Linked DNA regions of Sus scrofa: all the other regions are linked to region 4. Evidence: chromatin contacts called from public HiChIP or PLAC-seq and promoter capture Hi-C data. All regions are on one chromosome and are shown on one strand. Each heading gives the region's core, a stretch centred on a gene start, on an enhancer-like site or on the middle of the called end of the contact. The rest is flanking DNA. Distances are from core to core; before and after follow the strand shown. Region 1 holds the start of ZNF614 (zinc finger protein 614). Region 2 holds the start of ZNF615 (zinc finger protein 615). Region 3 holds the start of ZNF432 (zinc finger protein 432). Region 4 holds the start of LOC110261368.

The links. Promoter capture Hi-C pulls out the DNA fragments that hold promoters and counts their contacts. HiChIP or PLAC-seq counts read pairs in DNA pulled down with a chosen protein or histone mark.
Region 1: a contact with region 4 is called in an H3K27ac HiChIP or PLAC-seq map of alveolar macrophages. The contact joins the promoter of ZNF614 here to the promoter of LOC110261368 in region 4. A contact is called at or near these places in 2 of 5 promoter capture datasets (fetal liver and liver), 2 of 47 Hi-C or Micro-C datasets (heart right ventricle and skeletal muscle) and 1 of 2 datasets of contacts at active chromatin or transcription factors (alveolar macrophages).
Region 2: a contact with region 4 is called in a promoter capture Hi-C map of liver, with 6 times the contacts expected there. The contact joins the promoter of ZNF615 here to the promoter of LOC110261368 in region 4. A contact is called at or near these places in 1 of 5 promoter capture datasets (liver) and 1 of 2 datasets of contacts at active chromatin or transcription factors (alveolar macrophages).
Region 3: a contact with region 4 is called in a promoter capture Hi-C map of fetal liver, with 8 times the contacts expected there. The contact joins the promoter of ZNF432 here to the promoter of LOC110261368 in region 4. A contact is called at or near these places in 2 of 5 promoter capture datasets (fetal liver and liver), 3 of 47 Hi-C or Micro-C datasets (embryonic fibroblasts, fibroblasts and subcutaneous adipose tissue) and 1 of 2 datasets of contacts at active chromatin or transcription factors (alveolar macrophages).

What each region holds. Positions count from the first base shown.
Region 1 is chr6:58,133,590-58,137,341 of Sscrofa11.1, forward strand. It overlaps ZNF614 (zinc finger protein 614), which reads right to left and starts at 1,354. Exons shown (of 3, transcript XM_021097260.1): 1 at 968-1,354. ZNF432 (zinc finger protein 432) reads right to left here. Exons shown (of 5, transcript XM_021094922.1): 5 at 3,615-3,752.
Region 2 is chr6:58,077,522-58,081,169 of Sscrofa11.1, forward strand. It overlaps ZNF615 (zinc finger protein 615), which reads right to left and starts at 1,536. Exons shown (of 7, transcript XM_005653321.3): 1 at 1,367-1,536. The coding sequence starts at 1,417.
Region 3 is chr6:58,151,164-58,154,394 of Sscrofa11.1, forward strand. It overlaps ZNF432 (zinc finger protein 432), which reads right to left and starts at 1,528. Exons shown (of 5, transcript XM_021094922.1): 1 at 1,401-1,528.
Region 4 is chr6:57,256,047-57,259,719 of Sscrofa11.1, forward strand. It overlaps LOC110261368, which reads left to right and starts at 1,351. Exons shown (of 3, transcript XM_021097569.1): 1 at 1,351-1,432; 2 at 1,945-2,531. The coding sequence starts at 1,351. It overlaps LOC100624467 (zinc finger protein 347), which reads right to left and starts at 2,499. Exons shown (of 4, transcript XM_021097261.1): 1 at 1,996-2,499; 2 at 784-873. The coding sequence starts at 798.

The DNA of each region.
Region 1 (3,752 bases), core at 104-2,603, 880 kb after region 4:
GGCAAACTTGGCGCACATGCAAAAGCACAGCAAGCTAAGGACTGCTGACGCAGAGTTCTCAGGTACAGGGTCTCCTTCAAACGCAAGATAAGGGAGTCATACATGAACCAGGAGCAGCTGCACGATGCCCTGGAGGGATGCACCTGTCACTAGCTGCTAGTCGTTTCCTCTGTTATTCACTCAGAGATGGCTTTGTCATTGCCTGCACCTGATTTTGCTCAGGAACCTACGTCACCTTCCCTAATACAAGTCATGAGGACTAAAGCCTAGGCGCCTCTGTTCTGTGGAACGGAGGGCCTCCTGGTCCCCCACTTTCTTTCTGTAAAAGAGTCTCGTGTGTTTTGTTAGACCCCACAGTCCAGGATTTCCCCGTTGCCCTGCAGCGCTGAACGCGGCAGTGTGAGAGAGAAAAAAAATTTTTAGTCAAGTCCTTGAGGGCAGACTTGAAGGAGAGAATTGTATTTGAATGAACTGGAGAAATGCAGCCCTCAAGCCTGTTTCCCCGCATTCAAAGTCTGATCCTAAGCCAGCCTACAGATTCTCCAGGGGGCCCTGAACCTCCCCAAATAGTGAGCGCGCCAGGCACAAGTCTCTTGACTGAGTCCTATATTAAATGCCACATTAAACTCCAGACATGCCCAAGAAACCAACAAGGACATCCCGCTAACCCGGACTTCAACAGAGTCCCACGTTACATCTGGAACCCAGACCAGACACCGCGTTCAAACTTTCCACCGCTTTTTCAACCACTGAGTCTCTTAAGCAGAGTGATCCAAGTAGACCTCAAATAGTGCCAATCGGACTCTCGGCCGACGATTTCTTCAGACTCTTAATCACTGATTACTAAAGGCTCCATCACAAACGCTCAGGGGCTGAATCTAAATAAAATCCAAACTACGGTCTTTTACACACGCTCAGCTTCATAGAACCCCACAGACCACGAATCCAAGCCCAGAATCCAACTCACCTAATCTCAACCTCTTCAGGTACCACTGGGAGCGACGAAAGGCTGAGCCCACGACCAGAAAACCACTTTCTGTCCGGACGCCCTCCTTTGCGGTCCCTAGAGACGCTGACCACCTGGGACCGGGGAATCCCACGAGAACCTTGGCGCGTTGCCGGGGTTTCCGAGTTCCAACTGCGGGCTCCGCTCTGTGACGTAACACGGCCCCGCCCACATTGACGTTTGGATGGGCGGGGCCATCACGGCTGTGGGGAGAAATCGTTCCTGACCGCCTCAAAGCTTTCACCTCCTGGTTGCGAGGGACAGTCAGCAGTGATGTACTAAATGTAAGATTTCGGAGGCAGATGCCTCTCCAAGGCCAACATGGCTCGTTCAGCCTGCTGGGGAACCAAGAAAGATGGCGACGCCCTTTGTGTACTTCAGATCGGAAGCGCTATGGAGTACCATGGGCGCGGCCATCTTGGAACAAGACTCATGTCTGTACGGCAGAAAAGGGCTCAGATCCTAGGAGACCTGGAAAGATTTTAAAAGGTAGAAGCCGAGACATCACTGGAAAGGCAGCGGCCGCAGAGTTGATAAAAGCAGTGGTCACTAAAAATCTTAGGTTTGGGGAGAGAGCAGTTGTGTGTGGAGTGGGTAAGGTCTTTGGGAAGGAAGCAAGACAGCCACTGAAGAGGTGAAGGCTGAGTTCCTGTTGTGGCTCAGCAGGTTAAGGATCTGGTATCACTGCTGTGGCTCAGGTCGCTGCTGTGGCGCAGGTTCGATCCCTGGCCTGGGAACTTCCGCAGGCCACATGGGTGTAGCAAAAAAAAAAAAAAAAAAAAAAAAAAAAGAAGAAGAAGAAAAAAGAAAAGGCGAAGCCCAGGCAGAGTTGGATAAAAATGCTAATACCCACATGGGAGTGGATACAGAGCAACCTCTAGTGGGCAGGGTGATGAAGTGAAGGTGCAAGTGTATGTCTGGGTTTCCTTCCAAAAATAAATGAAGCTCCTCCATTACAGCCCATATACTAGGCTTAAAATTTCTCCATAGCATTTTTCAGAACTGACATTCTCCTGTTTTACTCAGGAGGCTTCACGAGACTTTACGTTCCATGAAGCCCATGACTTTGCTTGTTTGTTCACTGAAGTCTCTCCAGAGACAAAAGCAGAGCCTGGCAAAATAATGCTCAAAAAACATTTTATTTTTTTTTTTTTTAAGAGCTGAACATCGGCATATGGAAGTTCCCAGGCTAGGGGTCGAATCCGAGATGCATATGAGGGCTAACCCACAAACACAGCAACACTGGATCCGAGCTGCATCCAGCTGGATCCAAAACATTTTTAGGAGTTCCCATTGTGGTGCAGCGGAAACAAATCCAACTAGGAACCATGAGGTTTGATCCCTGGCCTTGTTCAATGGGTTAAGGATCTGGCATTGCTGTGGCTGTGGTGTAGGCTGGTGGCTACAACTCTTATTAGACCCCTAGCCTGTGAACCGCCATATGCCGAGGGTGAGACCCTAAAAAGACAAAAGACAAAAATAAAAAATAAAATAAAAACATTTTTTAAAGGAATGAATTACTCAGCACAGAGCTGGGGATTGAATAGTGCCACAACACTATATGGGATTTTTTTTTTTTTTTTTTTTTTTTTTTTTGCTAAAAGCAGAACTCACCACTTTAAACTGGATTAAATATTAAAATATGCTCCCTTTTTTTGGCTGTGCCCCTGGCATGCAGATATGCCTAGGCCAGGGATCAACCCATTCTACAGCAGTGACCCAAGCCACAGCAGTGATGATGCCAGATCCTTACCTATCCGGCCACCAGGGAACTCTTAAATATCTTTATTATGTCAAAGGATGTCAAAGGAAATAATTCTGGATAGAGACGAAAGGAAGAACTCCACTGATAATAAAACCTAGAATTTGTTGCCAGCAGAACTACTCAAAGAGATCTGATAAAAGTTCTAAAAAGGCAAAAACAGAAACATATGTGACATCAGGGATGAAGAAAAAGGCATGGGGAGGGTAAATATATCAAATATAATAGCCTAGTCTCCTTTTGAGTTTTTATAATTATGCCTGATGGCTGGAAGTAACATGATATGCTTCTCAATGTATGTAGAAGTGCTGAGTATCATTTGCTGTTAGGGAAATGTCAGTTAAGGCCATCCTTACATACTACCACACACCTGATAGGATGGCTGGAATCCAATATGACAGTGCCACGGGTTCCTGTTGTGGTTCCTGTTGTGGCTCAGTGGGTTAAGGACCTGATGTTGTCCCCGTGAGGATGCGGGTTTGATCCCTGGCCTCACTCAGTGGGTTAAGGATCTGGCTTTGCTACAGGTTGCAGATACGGTGTGGATCTGGTGTTGCCGTGGCTGTGATGTCGGCTTCCGACTGCAGCTCTGATTGACCCCTATACCAGGAACTTCTATAAGCTGCAGATGCAGCTGTAAAATATATATAATAGTGCCATATATATATATATATATATATATATATATATGATAGTGCCAAGTGCTAAAAAAGACAGGGAGCAGCTGGTGCATTCATACACTGCTGATGGGAATGTAAATTAGTACAGTCACTGGAAAAGTTTGGCCATTTCTTATAAAGCTAGACACAAACATGGGTATTTATCTCAAAGAAACAAATACTTATGTTCACATAAAACTGGGTCCACAAATCTTCAAAGATTTTTATTTTTTACAGTGAAACACTGGAAACCACCTAAACATCTGTCAACAGTGAACAAATAAACCATGTACCTCCATACAGAAGAATATTATTTGGCAACAAA
Region 2 (3,648 bases), core at 286-2,785, 820 kb after region 4:
CGTCCACTATCCCCACTTGCTTTGCTACACTGTAATGGAGAGTAGAGCCAATGCATTGAGATAAGAATGAATTAGAAACTGGACAGAAAATGAAGGTTCTATTCAGAAAATATCATCAACATAGAAAAAGAGATTCAAAGAATTACTTCTGTAAAAGTAATGTTACCCCCACAAATCCCCCAGCAGATTTTTACGTAGATTGCTGGCTAGAACTGCACCATATACTTAAGCTCATTTCACAGTTTCCGTCGCGGCTCAGCGGAAACAAATCTGACTAGCAGCCATGAGGACACAGGTTCAATCCCTGACCTTGCTCAGTGGGTTAAGGATCCAGCGTTGCTGTGACTTTGGCGTAGGCCAGCAGCTACATGCCCAATCCTACCCCTGGACTGGGAATCTCCATATGCTGCGGGGGCGGCCCTAAAAAGATTAAAAAAAAACCTAAGCTCATTTCATACTAATTTGATCACTAGCAATGGCAACTGGAACCACTATAATTAACTATGACTGATTAGTATTGCCATATATCCTGCCAGAAGGCTAGACGAATAAATAAAATAGAGATTCTATTAGCAAGTAAGAAAGTGTGAATGTGTGTCAGGCAAATAAGCAAGTGAACGCTGCTGTATGTTAAGTGGGTGAAGGCAGGCATTAGCAAACGTTTTCTACAAAGGGATAGATAGTATATATTTCTCCTTTGAGGGTTAAGATCTGTCACAAAGGGAGTTCGCCGGTGGCTCAGCGGGTTAAGGATCCTACGTTGTCACTGCTGTGGCTTGGATTCCATCCCTGGCCCAGGAACTTTCCCATGCCGCAGGCACGGCCAAAAAAAACTATAAAAACTTTAAAAAATTTAAAAATCTGTCACAAGGACCCAATTCTGCCTTTGCAGGGCGAAAGCAGACAAAGAGAAACACAAGAGATTGGCTTGGCAGGATTAGTAACTCTCTGCAGTTACTCAACCCCTGAATAAAAAGCGAAAAAACGTCGTTTCAAACTCCTCCGGACTGTAACGTCTTCCCACCCATCCGCCCAGGTTGGAACTTGTCAAACCACCAGTCAGAAATCCTAGGCGTCCATAGCTTCAGCTCTAACAAGCCTCTCTGTACCAGAGACAGTGACTGCACATCTCATCATTAATACGAAACCTGGGACAGACACCCCCATGTGAAAACCATCAACCACGGCACGAATATCACTGAGCCCCGTTCCCGAACCTCAACCTGAACCGTGATCATCATAAATGCCACCTGCATCCTTAACAGAGCGACCTGCAAAGACGCCCAGACCCTGAGAGTGGAGACACAGTCCATGATCTCTGCAAATTCTTAATCGTTTTAACGACCACCGCCCAAGGTACCCCAACCTGACTGACGCGGCAGACGCTCTCCTCGCTCCTCTCAAACACCTTCACCATGGCGCTTTCCCCAAACCCTCCAATAACTCTGTCCACACTACACCACGTCCAACCAGTGGGCGTGACGTCACCTCCTATGGGACAAAAAACACACAAAACTTCACGGGACAAATGCACACACTGACCGGACTTTCTCCCTCCCACGAGAGTCTAAAGGTAACGCTTTCAAGAACAATTTCTACTCCGTCTCCCCAGTGTTTTCGTCCGCCTATGGCGGCCGAAGAGGGTCTGAAGCGTTTGGGGAAACGCGGAAGACCGGATTTCCGGCAGCTCTTAGTGAGGCAATATGTCCGCGCCCAAGTTGCAGAGGACCCAGTGAGCGGCCATGTTGGGACGCCTGACGTACGGAAGGCCAAGGGGTGGGTTTGGGTTCCCAGAGTCAGGGATGGCAGGGAAGGCAAGACGCCGCTGAATTTATCTAATTTCCTGGCACTTCGACTCTTCAGAAATTAGCAGATTTTTAGAGACTCAAGGTTTGTGAAGCAAATGTGGAGTTACCTAAACTTCGTTTTGCGGACTGGGCAGAAAAGGAATATTGCCATGGGCTTTATTTTACAGTGTGTATTTTAAACCGAGAGAGGCAGGTTTGCAATGGACCAAAAGTTCAGCGGTTGGTATAGCAGCAGAGAAGGAACTCCTGGAAAAAGAAAAGGCAATGCATTCAGTAAATGGACATCCCACAGCTCATGGCAATGCCAGATCCTCAACCCATTGAGTGAGGCCAGGGATCGAACCTGCAACCTCATGGTTCCTAGTCAGATTTGTTTCCGCTGCGCCATCACTGGAACTCCAAACCTTTGTATTTCTAAACACAACTTTAAGAAAGTAATGAGTAGCGCCAGAGATTAGGAGAAAATATTTACATATTTAACATCTGATAAAGGACTTATATTCAGCATTTATAAAGAGTTATCAAAATCCAACAATAATAAAACAACTATCCAGTTACTTTTGCTGACCCCGCGAATAACCCATGCCTTTAGATCTTTGTTCTTAAGCTTAAGTCATTTACCATCACCCTGACTGTTTCTCAAGCAGGAAGACGGGACAAAGTAAGGACGGACAAGATGGAGTTTTCAGCAAAGAGGCTAAGAAAATATTATAAAAACATGTCTCGCAACAATCTTGCATTGCTGAGGCTGTGTAGGTTGGCAGCTGTAGCTCCGATTCAACCCCTAGCGTGGGAACTTGCATATGCCATGTGTGCGGCCCTAAAAAACAAACACGCACACAAACAAACAAAAAATCCCTACAACTGCAAAATTATAAACTACCTAGGATTAAAAATAAGTGAGGATGTCTGGGACATACAAGAAAAATAGCACAACAAATCTTGTGGTAAGAATGTAAGATTTTGGATAATAAGAGGATCATAATGTAAACTGAGCATAATTGAATATGTTGTTATTCAAGGACACCCCAGTTTAACGGATACTTTAATGTGGCTGAAATTATCATCCAACTTATTCACCCATGGTATTATTATAGCCATGAATATCTAAAACATTTTATAATATGGAAACATGTTTATAATGCGAGATGAAATTAGATTACATCCTTTTTTACATCTATATTGACATATAACTGATATATATATTATACCTACTTTAAATAAGCTTTTAATTTGGAGAAAATTTAGACTTACATAGACGTCACAAAGTACTACAACGTGTGTACATGGACCTTCATTTGACTACCTCTCATATGAATATTTTATATAATCATGGTACATTTGTCAAATGGAGAGATTAACACTGGTATGACACTAACACAACTTTCTAAGTCAAATATACTCCACTAAAATTTATTTATTCATTTATTTTTGTATTTTTGCCTTTTCCAGGGCTGCTTCCCACGGCATATGGAGGTTCCCAGGCTAGGGGTCTAATCGGAACTGTAGCCGCAGGCCTACGCCAGAGCCACAGCAATGCGGGATTCGAGCCGCATCTGCAACCTACACCACAGCTCAAGATAATGCCAGATCCTTGAACCCACTGAGCAAGGCCAGGGACTGAACCCGCAACCTCATGGTTCCCAGTTGGATTTGTTAACCACTGCACCACGATGGGAACTCCTAAAATTTGTTTTAAAAACCATTGGTATAATATTCAACTAAATTACAAATTCTACATGGATTTCACATTTCTCCACTACTGTCCTTTTCCTGTCCTAGGATTCAACCCAGGGTAAAATACTGCATTTAAACATCTTATTTCCTTGCATTTCCCTTC
Region 3 (3,231 bases), core at 278-2,777, 900 kb after region 4:
CTTCACAGCTCAGGCCAATAAAACTTAGTCCCTGAATATGTGGAAGTGGCATGAATTCGAAAGGGAAAGTGGCAAAGGAGAATCAACATAGCACCATATTTCAGTGGCAGGTAATTTTCAGAAAAATTATAGAAATGAGGTCATAAGGGCAATGAGGAAGTATAAATTTTTCCTTTAAACTTTGTTGCTCTCATACCTCCTTTAAAAAAATGCTCGTACACCCTGTTTATATGCACACTTCAATATGAGAACCACGATCACTCACACACACACACACACACACACACAAAGAGGAGTTCTCATTGTAGCACAGTGGAAACAAATCTGACTAGGAACCATGAGGTTGCAGGTTTGATCTCTGGCCTTGCTTAGTGGGTTAAGGACCTGGCATTGCTGTGAGCTGTGGTGTAGGTGGGCAGCTACAGCTCCAATTTGACCCCTAGCCTGGGAACCTCCATATGCCAAGGTTGCGGCCCTAAAAAGACAAATATGTGTGTACACACACACACACACCACACACACACACACGCACTGGGAAAACAGCAGCCTTTATATATTCGCATATAGAAGCTGAAATGAAATCAGTCAATTTACAATAGAAATCTAATTTAAAAGCTTACTATATTTAAATATGCAAAATCGTTCATCTTCCCCCAAACTTTCTTCATTTCTTTGGATTCAAAAGAATGGGTGATAGAGGGAGCCAAAAGGGAGGAGAAAAATGGGTGCTGGTGAAGAAAGAGACTTGGACCTGAAGCTTTTAAGAAATGTTAACTAACCTTCAAGTCTGTCCCAGCTGCCAAAGTCTGAGCTCAACGTACGCACCTACCAGGACTCCCCAGCCTCCAGACCTTCTGCTGTCCCACCTCTCGGCACAAAAGACGGTGATAACCGCCCCACCGGATTAAGACCAAACCAGACCTGATACACGCGCACGCGGACCTCCTTAACGGTTCTTCGACCTTCGGGCTCCAAATTCTTCGAGACCCTGAACAAGAAGCCGCAATCATTCGACAAGCGCCCCCCGCCCCTCCAACCAGGTGTCAGTCACCTGCAGGGAGAGTGGCCCGTGAAGACCCTGAACGCTGACCTCAGGACAGCTTCATCTGTTCAGACGTTTAATCGTTAACCACCAGAGTCCCCTTTGATGGACCCCAAAGACGCCCCGATCACAACATCCAGCACAGACTCTTCCCTGTTCCTTTCCAAAAAAACGAAAAACCCCAAAAAACCAAAGCCAAAAAACCACCATCCCCAAGCTACCTTCACGGACTCAGAAGAGCCACAACCCACCGAAAGGCCAACAGACCGTCCCCGTCCCCGCCTATTCTACAGACCGACCCTCACACCGACCTGGTTCTCTCCTGAACCTGCAGCGACCTCTTCCGGGCCTAACTTACTTCGCTAAACTTCTTTCACTTCTGGTCCTCTCGCCCAGCCCCCTCTCCCGAGACCAACGGACACGGGTCAACAGCGTTTCTATCGCGTTTCTATGGTGAACGGATTGGGAGTTTCCGGCTTTTCTTTATGAGGTAATATACGCGCGCCGCCGCCGTTGCTTAGGAGCCCTGAGGGGGCCGCCATCTTTGCACACCTGACGTACAGAAAGCCGAGCCAGACTGTCAGGGGCCGTGGCTGGAACTCTCCAGTTTCCCGGCACTTCAGCCCTTCACGGAAAACGGGGAGATTATCAGAGGCTCGAGTTCACACAATACAAACATGACGTGGGGGTAGAGTCGTTTGAATGGACAGGTGTTGCTAGCTGTAAGGGGACTGTGAAGGGCGCAAATTTTTCTAAGACCGAAGCCCACCACGACCAAAAGGGCGCGGCGTACATCCTCAGACGGCTGGGACGTCTCTGCTCGGTCAAAAATTAAAACTACCTCTGGACATCTCCATCACTGGTTAATTTCGAAAAAGAAGGCTCTATAAAAACTATCGTATACGCGACAAAAAAAAAAAAAAAAAAAAAGACGGTGGCGCAGTGTGTCCTTTACGGTTTGCGCCGTTAAACTGGAGCATCATGGGCGCGGCCATCTTGGAGGAAATTGTCCGTACCGCAGAGCAAATGCTTGCTGCGAACTGGCGGGCGAAAGTGTGAGGGGAAGACCCGAGGTTTGAAAAAGTGATAGTACGGGGGATGCAGCGATCACAAAGTGAGCAGAAACAGTGGACGTTGTGAGCCTTTACTCAACCTTGGTCCTCACCCTGCCCAAATGCAAAACATGCTACCTTCTAGCACTGAACTGCCTTGTGCCATTATAGATCAGTCTGCGTTCTTTCCATAAAATTAGTAGTATGTGCAGCTCCTGCTGTGCCGCATGGGGACTGGCCACCTCTTGGGAGTGCGGGGACACAGGTTTGTCCACAACTGCAGCTTAAGATGCAACAGTGGCTGGGATCTGATCCCTGGCTCTCGGACTCCAAATCCCCGGGGGACAGGGAAATGAAAATAAATAAAAATAAAATGAGCAATATGTGCTGGCTTCTTTCACATAGCAGGAATGTTTTTAAAAAGCATCAGCTTTAAAGCGACAGTGGTTCAGACTTTTTTGTTGCTTAGTATCCCAGTGTTGGATACTCCAAAATGAGATGAATCATTCACCAGCTGGTGGACCTTTGAGTGGTTTCCAGTTTTTTGAATACTGCAGATGGCACTAATACGAACAGTCCTGTGCAAAAAATGACCTCAGAGAGCTAGTTTTCTCACAGTCCCCATGCGTCGTCTTCACATCATCAAGAAGTCTTTGCCAGACATTTACAAGCCTACTAACCATTTCTAGCCCTGCTCCCCCTCATATTCTCTTCCTCTCCTTACCCCAGCCCTGTGTGAGAACACTCACTCACGCAGGGGAAACGGGGATCTTGAGAACATGGGCTCAGGATCAGACGTCAGGTTCTCCTACTTGCTTCAAGTATCTTCAACCCCCATCGGCCATTACAGTTCTCAGAAAGCACCTGATAAAGTCATGTAACCGAAAGGTGAAAGCAGGAAGTCAGTTCCATTTTCTCACTATGATTTCTCATTATTATGCTGACCCAATCTCAAACTTGAGATACGAGAATTGCCTCTGTTTGTATCCTTGACCTGTATGATCTCATCTTAGAACAGGCAAGGTGATCCTTTTTTTTTTCCCCCTTCTGCTTTTTAGGGCCACACCAACAGCATATGGAGGTTCCCAGGCTAGGGGTCAAATCAGAGCTACAGCTGCCGGCCTGCAGCACAGCCAC
Region 4 (3,673 bases), core at 101-2,600:
TTGACTTCATAATTTATATTTGAGGATAGAAAAAAAGACCCTCCACCACTTCTGTTTCTGAACTTTCTTTTTTCTTTTTCTTTTGTCTTTTTGCCTTTTTCTGGGGCCGCTCCTGCTGCATATGGAGGTTTCCAGGCTAGGGGTCTAATCTGAGCTGTAGCTGCCGGCCTACGCCAGAGCCACAGCAACTCGGGATCTGAGCCACGTCTGTGACTTACACCACAGCTCATGACAAAGTCGGATCCTTAACCCACTGAGCGAGGCCAGGGATCGAACCCACAACCTCGTGGTTCCTAGTCGGATTCGTGAACCACTGAGCCTCAATGGGAACTGCTGAACTTTTGATTCCATTCCCATCATTAATATTTAAAGTCAATCACTTACCTTCGATTGCTTTAGGTAAAGTCAGAACAAATTTCCCCTAATTAACCTAATTTCTAGCGTTTACCAGGTATTGTGCATATTAATACCTGACTTCCATGTGCAGCTTCTTGATCCTGGTTGACAGGGAGCAGACTGTGCATCCAGCTGGAGCCCTAAACAATCCTTGCTGCCCACTAGCCCCGCCCAGGATGATGCCCAGGGGGGCCTCTTCACAAGCTCCAGGTCACTGGGTCAAGGGGAGATGAGGTCTAAGTGGGTGAGAGGCCCTGAAGGACCGGCCAGGTGAATGTGAACATCAGTTGTCAGGCAGGATGCTTTAGGGCCAGACAAGATGAGTGAGTCTAAAGAAGGGTATTTCAAGAAGGAAAGACTGAGAATGAAATGAAAATGTGACTTTACCTGAAAGAAAGCCATTCCTGACTCCTTGTCTTTAGCCTTCCTCCTCTTCCTGGCTTCTTCCTCAGACCACGTGAGTCTTTAGAGGATGATCTTGAAAGTTGAAAAGATACAGTTTAAAGCTTAGAATCAACCTACCCCTTTTGCGTGCACACGCGCACACACACACACACACACACACACACACACACAGGGAAGACCTCACCATATGGGAGAGACAGGCCTCTGCTGCCCACTGTCCCAGGAGGGATTCAGACAAGTTTCTTATTTCTTGTTCTTGCCACTCAAGGCCGTTAAAAGAAACCCTAGCCCTTTAAGAGTTGCTTTCCAATTCCTGCAGATCTGGCTTTTTTACTCACTTCTCTATTTTATTCACCTGCGACTTTCAAAGCTAAATCTATTCCATTTTACTGCCTCTTTACAAGTCCCTCACCCATCCTCTAAGTCCCCATTGGTTTTCCCTCATTCTTTCCTCCTTTTCAGTTTTCTATTTTTGTCTCAGTCGCTTTCTGTCTCTGCTTCTCCTGATCCGCATCGCCCACGTATTTACCGAGATGGTGACTGAATAAAATGCCCGCCTACTGGAAAAACACATTTTCCAGCGGGGTGGAATTTGGGACCGTAGAACACTGGGCGTCACACGGTGGCCCAGGTCACCTCCCCTTTCGCGGGGTGCGGGGAAGGGTTGACTCCGCAGGGGAGGCCTGCGGGACAGAAGGACCGGCCTGAGGAGCCGCGAGGACAGAGGGGCTGGACGGAGGGTGTCTCAGGAGAGGGCGGGTTCCCGAATCCCAGGACCAGGGCGAGGACGCGGACTCTCCGGGAGCCGGGCGGCTGGAGCTGCCCTCCAGGGGCGGGGCAGAAAGTCTGGGGGTGCGGGGGGGGGCTCCGAACCCACCTCTTGAAAGAGGGGTTTACCCCGGCGCGGGGGGGGGGGGACCCGCAGAGGTAGTGCGGGGTTTTATGAAAAAGAACCCAGCGAAAGAAAGACAGCCTCTACGTGGACCGAAGGCAGAAAAGCCAAGGGCAGGGACCAGCCTCAGAGCGAGTGCACACACCAAAGAAAAGATAACCCGACCAGGAACGGCAACATCTGGATCTACTAGGGGCGGGGGCCCGGGCGCTGGGATCTTAGGCCTGAAGTCACTCCCACACCCTGAGGAGGGAGGAAGGCGCACCGCGAACACACATTTACACAAGAAAGGAGAAACTTACCCCGTCCAGCCGGACCTTCCCTTCACTCCCTGCTGTCCGCGGCTGCTCCCGCTCCTGCTTCCGCTTCCGGAAAAAAGGCGCCTGCCGAGCGCCAGGGGCGGGGCTTCCGGGCGGGGCCTGCGCTGAGCGCTGCGGGCCGGAGGGTCCGGGGCGGGGGTGGCGGGGGAGGAGGGAGACCAGATGTGCGCGGGGGCGAGGGGCCCCGGCGCTGGCCGGGGAGCGCGCTTCTGCGGACTTTGAAACTGCTTTTGTTTGTTTTTCTTTCTTTCTTTCTTTTTTTTCCCCGCCGCACCTGCGGCATATGGAAATTCCCGCTCGGGGGCAGGGCGAATAAGAGCCGCAGCTGCGACCTACACCACAGCTGCGGCCGTGGGAGCCTTCCCCCCGCTGCGCCTGGCGGGCAGCCCAGGCAGCCTCGGAGAACAGCGACTCCCGGGCCCACTGCGCCTGGCCCGGGTCCCGCGCTGCGGCAGAGCCAGCCGGGATCCTTGCCTCGGCGGCGCCGCCGCACAACTCCTGCCACGGCTGCTTTTAAGGTAAAAAACTTCTACTTGTGTGGACCACTGATGTCATGGAATCTAAGACGTTTCCTCCTAAACAAGTTCAAACCGGTTTGAATTAAAAAGCTATTTTGGGAGTTCCTGCTGTGACGCAGTGGGTTGCCGCAGCTGTGGCATAGGTCGCAGCTGTGGCTTGGATTCAGTCCCTGGCTGGGAACTTCCATCTGCCGCGGGTGAGGCCATAAAAAAAAAAAAAAAAAAAAGGCTATTTTGCCAGCAGTTTGCTCACACGTCCTGCTTCTGCGGCTCAAGCAATTCAGCGGTTGGGAACGTTGGTCCAGGTGGCTGCTCTGGGGCAGTGCCTGGCTGTGGGAACATTTTCTGCAATTAGAATTAATATAAGCCTGCTACGGAAACAAGAGCTGGAATTTTCTCTGTATCACAAAGTAGAATGAGAAATATGAAACCCTCCCTGGGTAGAACGGGTTATTTCATGCTGAAACCGTACAAAACAGCTTTTCCTTTCCCCGCCTCATTCAGCCATGGGGTGGGGGGCAAACGCAACAAGCTCTCAGTGCCAGAGACTCAAGAACAAAACCTGGGGTCTGACGCAGGAGAATGAAGCCATCTGATACTTTGTTATTAAACATCGCTTTAAAAATAGCAATAAAGGGGGGGGGCAGTTTCCTGGTGGCACAGCAAGTTAAGGATATCTCATTGTTCCTGCTGTGGCTCTGGTTGTGGCTGTGGCATGGGTTCAATCCCTGGTGGGGAGCGTAGGCACGCTGTGGGCATGGCCAAAAAAAAATAGCAGTGCATTTTAAAAAATTGCTGTGGATTGCAGTGGGTTTTTTTCTAAAGGGTTTTATTTACCTCTTAAGATCACATTTTCCCCGAGTTATATTTCAGCGTCTCTGACGCATATCACTGTATGAGTTTAAGGTTTACAGCATAATGTTCTGACTTCTATGTATTGAAATGATTACTGCAGTAAGTTTAGTGTCCAACATTGCATACAGACACAATAAAAAAGCAAAAAAAAAATTTTTATCTAACTGCATAATTTTTTTAAAATACTTAGGAAAGGCATCTTATTGAAGAAAAGTAAATGCTTGAGAATGAAGATTGTAATATGGATACTTATATAGTATTTTTAATATAATTTTGATTTTAAGACA